Regions from separate parts of the Ovis aries genome. Here region 1 is linked to region 2. The links are chromatin contacts, called in public Hi-C maps. All regions are on one chromosome and are shown on one strand. The core of a region is the stretch at or near the end of the contact, and the rest is flanking DNA. Distances in the headings are between cores, read along the strand shown.

What was found. Hi-C and Micro-C count contacts between places; a contact is called where the count stands out from the background.
Region 1: a contact with region 2 is called in a Hi-C map of mixed tissues, with 5 times the contacts expected there. The contact joins the enhancer-like site here to the promoter of KCNMA1 in region 2. A contact is called at or near these places in 2 of 16 Hi-C or Micro-C datasets (liver and mixed tissues).

Annotation. Positions count from the first base shown.
Region 1 is chr25:32,633,315-32,636,156 of ARS-UI_Ramb_v3.0, forward strand. No RefSeq gene overlaps it. Among named protein-coding and RNA genes, the nearest start is that of KCNMA1, 54 kb to the left of the region's middle. Within about 2 kb of position 1,482, at least 4 of the 54 cell types and tissues checked have an H3K27ac peak or open chromatin away from gene starts, as enhancers often do.
Region 2 is chr25:32,579,145-32,581,844 of ARS-UI_Ramb_v3.0, forward strand. KCNMA1 (potassium calcium-activated channel subfamily M alpha 1) reads right to left here and starts at 1,261. Exons shown (of 27, transcript NM_001303455.1): 1 at 1,058-1,261. The coding sequence starts at 1,240.

The DNA of each region.
Region 1 (2,842 bases), core at 232-2,731, 54 kb after region 2:
AAGCAGAAAGCACCAAAAGACACGAGGTTAAGAGAGCCGTTAGCCCGCTTTCCCAAACCTCAGTACTGGCCGGCAGCCCTGAGACAGCCCCCAAAGAGCCAGGAAACGTGCAAGGGCGCTGCGAAACATTTCCTGTTGCAAACGCATATGCGATTCATAGCCCTTCTGAATTCCATGTGTAGACACTCATTTATCCAATTTCTTCTTAGAAATTGTGATTTATTTCCAGTAAATCTTCACACCAGCTAGAAAAACTCCCCCATCCTTCAGAATCTCTCTGTGCTCTCCCTAAATATGTGTTCCTCCGCCGCCCTCCTCTGCACCACCCTGGCAAGGCGCTTCTGTGAAGGCAGATGGTACCAGCTCAGAACTGACCCCAGCCCAGCCTGGAGGAAGGCAGAGCTGTTGATGAGTCAGCAGGGTCTGCACTGAAGCATCTGGCCCCAATTACCAAGATGGAAACGGCTTCCTCACATCGCTCACAGCCCAACAGGAAGCACTCCGCGCGGTCTGCCCCAAGCCTGCTGTTATTCATGCGTGCATTTTCATTTAGCTACAGAAGAGGGATGAGCAAAGAGCATAGAATAATCCTTTTCTTTTGAGAGAGAAAAATGGGATCGAGGGAGGTGACATGACTTTCCTAAGGTCACCGACCAGTCAACAAAGCTCTCGCTGGGGCAGGTTTCCTGGTGTTCAAGCAACAAGCTTCTCAGTGTGGTTGAAATTCGCATGGAGTCACATTCCTCACCTCCTTTTTTCCCCCCCGCCCTAATTTTACTTTCTCCCGGAGCTCAGACTAGAGGGGAGCTGGTTTCATTCCATCAATCTGTCATTTATTGACTCACTCATTCAACATGTGCCGGGCTCAAGAGACCCATGAGTCATCTGACCAAATCCTTCCCATCCAGCGTCAGTGGGCTCTTTGATTCTAAGAAACAGAAACTGACTCTAGCTCACCAAAGCAATTTTTTTTTTTTTTTAAGAAAGAAATGATTTGGAGATAGGGAAGCTCATAGTACTGGAGAAAAACTGAAGACTTGGGTCCCTGACAGGACAGGTTCCAGAGGTCTTAGGAACCGGAATCCTTGGTTGGCGGCTTGAGGGGTCACATGCTCCCAGCCCCCGCACCCTACTCCCCAAGGTATGCAAGACAAGCAAGAGGCCAGTCTCCATTTTGCTGAAATGTTGCTTAACTGGCAACTGGACAAGATCTCCTGAGGCCACACCGGACACCCAAGGAGCATTCATCACCTACGCCATTAGGAACATTCAGACCCTCTGCATCAGCAGCGGCCAGGTGGGGAGGTGGGACTCACAAGCTGAGCAGCAGGCATCGCATCTCAATGATGTAATGTGGAGCCTGGTACTCTTGAGCCTCCCTCAACCACAGCCGATGGGGGCTCCCCTTGCCCTCCTCTTCAAGAGGCTGATGAATGGTCAGCTCTGAGTCAGCGATGGGGGAGGAGATGGCACGACAATCCATCTAGAGCTGGATGATCCTGAGCAATCGCCTTAGTGCAACTGTCTTATTTAACAGAAGACCCTGGGCCCAAGAGGTTCACAGAGCTGATAGATGACAATCAGGATCCAGAAACCAGGTCCCCTCCCATCTTAAAAACACAGTGCTCTCTTGATTACGGGCTTCCCTGATAGCTCAGTTGGTAAAGAATCCACCTGCAATGCAGGAGACCCTGGTTCAGTTCCTGGGTCCGCAGGAGAAGGGTCGACTCTACCACGAGAAGCAGAGGTGGTGAGGCAAGGGACAGACAGGAAAGGGGGCATATTTCCTCATGAACTAGTCTGCTCCGGAGACAGATCTGATCTGATGGTAAACAGTAAACTTTGTCACAGAGAGGCGGGGCAGGTTGCCCAGGGCGCACAGCCGGTGTAACCAAGCTGGGATTGAAGCCGGGCAGTCAGTTTGGCGGGCTTGCTGGGCTGCTGTGGGTCCCCACCATGCCCAGACAGCTCCCCAGAGGACCCCAGGGCTCTGGCTGTCACTGCCCTTTGGGACCTGCCTCTAAGCTTCCCAACTTCAACTGTTGCTGATATCACCACAAAGTACCTCGATAAGCTCTGGCAATTATAAACTTTTGGTTTGTCTGGTTTATTGATTAAAGAGCTCTTATACAGAGCCAGACTGCAATGTTTCAGGTTTCTTAAAAGATACAGAATTTTCACACCAGTACAGAAGAAAGCTGAGCACCGAAGAATTGATGCTTTTGAACTGTGGTGTTGGAGAAGACTCTTGAGAGTCCCTTGGGCTGCAAGAAGATCCAACCAGTCCATCCTAAAGTGTTCATTGGAAGGACTGATGTTGGAGCTGAAACTCCAGTACTTTGGCCACCTCATGCAAAGAGGTGACTCATTGGAAAAGACCCTAATGCTGGGAGGGATTAGGGGCAGGAGGAGAAGGGGACGACAAAGGATGAGATGGCTGGATGGCATCACCGACTCGATGGACATGGGTCTGGGTAAACTCTGGGAGTTGGTGATGGACAGGGAGGCCTGATGTGCTGCGATTCATGGGGTCACAAAGAGTTGGACACGACTGAGCGGCTGAACTGAACTGAACTGATAGTGTATAAGGGCCATTCGTTTTCTTCCCATCTGTTTCATGCCACCCATAATGCACTAAGGAGTTGCATTTGACCCTAAGCTCAAGGAGTGGCCACCTCTGCAACCTAAATAAGCCCAAGGATGATGGGTCCCATTCATCAACACTTCCTAGCATGATAATCTACCAGACACTGAGGGACACCAGGGGGTCAGATATGATCTCTGCATTCAAAGAACGCATAGTCTCCTGGAACCACCGAGCGCAAACAATCGTTACGATACA
Region 2 (2,700 bases), core at 11-2,510:
TTTCTATGAAAAGCTGCCCCCCCCGCACCTTCAGCCAGTGCGGGGGATGGGGGGGTGGGGTGGAGAGAGGACATCTCTAGGGACACGACGCGACAGACCAGGCATTCAGCCTAGCAACCGTGCATAAGGTGTAGTGAGCCTGGGTGCTGGTGGGCGTCTCTGCGCCAGGAATAGCCGACATCCAGCCACCTCAACAACGTCGGGGAGGAGGCTCGCGTGAGAACCGCGGCCTTGGCCGGCTCTCGGTGGTCCACCTCCCGCTCCAGTGCCACGCTGGCGGTGGCATTTTCGCGGACCTAAAGGCGGTGGCCTGGGGGCGAGAACACAGATGCCGAAGAACGTGGAGCGGGGGTCAGTTCCAGGAGAATATCTAAGAGTCACAGAGGGAGGGGATGTCAGGCTTGCCACCTCGCTGCATTCCTAAAGCGGCAGCCTCCGCGGATTGCCTCTAAAAGTGGGATGCTACTCCCCAACTTTCTCTCGCCCCTCCAGGTGCCCCACGCCCTCTGGTCATGTTCCTCCCTTGGGATTCCCTAGTTCCAAAAGAGGTCCTCCCTTGCCTGTAGGATTTTCCTTTTCTGATTCCACCTCCCCAACAGGTTTCTAAAGTGTGAGTTGACGTGCTCCCTCTCGCCCACCACAAGGAGCCCAGCCCAGGCAGGTGAGCCGCGCGGAAAGCTCACCCACGGCCCCCAGCTTGTTCGGTGCCCGCCCGGTGGGCTCTCCCTAACTCCGCACCACCGGCCCCGAGCGGCGCGCGTCCCCCGTCTCGGCCCCAGCCGCTGCCGCAAACAACCCTATAATAAATTAAAAGGTCGGGATGGGGCGTCCGCGTCCCGGAGCGCATCCGTTGGGGGGCAATTCCTCACCCTCGGTGCGCCGGCCGCTGCCCCAGTTGGCGGGCGCCGGGAGAGCGGAGGGAAGGGAAGACGGCGAGGGGCAGGCAGGCAAGGATGGAGGGAGGCACGGCGCGCCGAGGGGCAAGGAGGTGGGCTGCAGGGGACGCCGAGAAGCGGCGGGGCTGGCGCAGGGAGGAGGCGCCCGGGGCGCGCGTTACCTTCGTTTTGCCCCCGCAGTGGCAGCAAACGGTCCACAGGTACTTGAGCGTCCTCCAGAGCAAGATGATGAAGAGGCCGCCGAAGAAAGTCACCATGGAGGAGGCGAGGAAAGCCCACCACATGCGCTGGCCCCGGCTGTCGCACGGCACCTCCATAGTCACCGGGATGATGAGCGCATCCATCTTGGGCTCGTGGACCGAGGACGAGGACGAGGAGGAGGAGGAAGAGGAGGAGGAGGAGGACGCGTCTAGGCTGAGATGGTTCGCGTGGATATTGCTGCTCATTCTAAGACTGCTGCCTCCGCCGCCGCCGCCGCCGCCGCCGCCACCATTTGCCATAGCTAGCAACGGGCAGCCGGCGCAGGGGCTCGGGGGAGCGCCTCCCGCCGCCGGCACCGCCCCGAACACCCCTCAACAGCCATATTGCTGCTGCTGCTGCCGCCGCGGAGCGCGAGAAGGGGGCGGGGAGGCGCCTGGGCTCGGGGCGCTGTGCGCGACCTGGCGGGGTGCGCCGAGATATATACAGCGGGCCGCCGCCGCCGCCCGCCCTCCCCCCGGCCGCCCGCCCGTCCGGGGGGGAGGGGGACGGAGCGCGCGGGCAGATCCCCTCCCAGGCCCGCGCCCCGCTCGTCCCGGGCTGCGCCGGCCCCGAGCGCCGAGAGCGAGGGGGCGCCGCGGGCCGCCGGCGCCCGGGGTCTGCGCCGCCCCCGGGCCCGCCCCGGCTCTGCGCGCCCGCCCGGGTGCCCTCGGCTCCGCGCCGCGCCGCCCGCCGTGCGCCACGCGTGTGCGCCGCGCTCCGGCCCGGGCCCCCTCCCCGCACGCCGCTCGGGCAGCTAGCCCGCCGCTCTGGGCTTATTAGGCGGCGACTCGTTAATAACGTCTCATCAGCCCCCTCTCGGGCACCCCCGCGCCAGCCCCTCCTCTCCCGGCTGCGCTCGGCTCCCGCTCTCCGCCCCGGTGTGCGTCGGGCCGCGGCAGGTTCACCGCGCCTGGCCCGCCGCCGACGCCGCTAGCCCGTGCTCCCGGGATCCCCGAGCCGCGTCGCCACGCCACTGAGCCTCCTCGGCCTTCGTTCGATCTTCCTCTCCGCTTGCTCAGGCTCCTCCTCGTCCCCGTCCTCGCCTCCCGAGCCTCTTCTGCGCGCTCCCCGCGGCCGCCAGCAACAGCAGCTGCAGCAACTGGAGCCGGCGCGGGCTCAGGCCGCCCGAGGCGGGAGGGGAGGAGGCTCGCCAGGCTGGCTCGCCTCAGCTCCGGGCTGGGCAGGGGGCCGGCAGACCCCTTGGCGGCGGCCTGGCACGCACCCCTGAGTCCCAGTGCGAAGGGTACAGAGCCCCAAACCCAGGCGCAGGACCCGACACCTCTCTCCAAGGTGCTGCGCCCCCAGCCGAGCGCCCTGGAGCGCCCTAGGAGGACCGTCGGGCGCCCGTGGCAGGCCGATTTCCCCAAAGCAGACCCCGGTGGGGAGGGGAGAAGTAACCAGCTGTTGATTGCACAGGCCGGACGCCCCAAGATGCTCGGGCTTCGGGAGTGAGGCGGACCCTTCTCCAGGATACACACCCTCGACCGACCCCTATCCATGCCTCCCTGTCGAGGCGACAGGCTCTCCCTGTCGCCTTCTTAGGTGCCCCGGTCCCCCTGCCGGC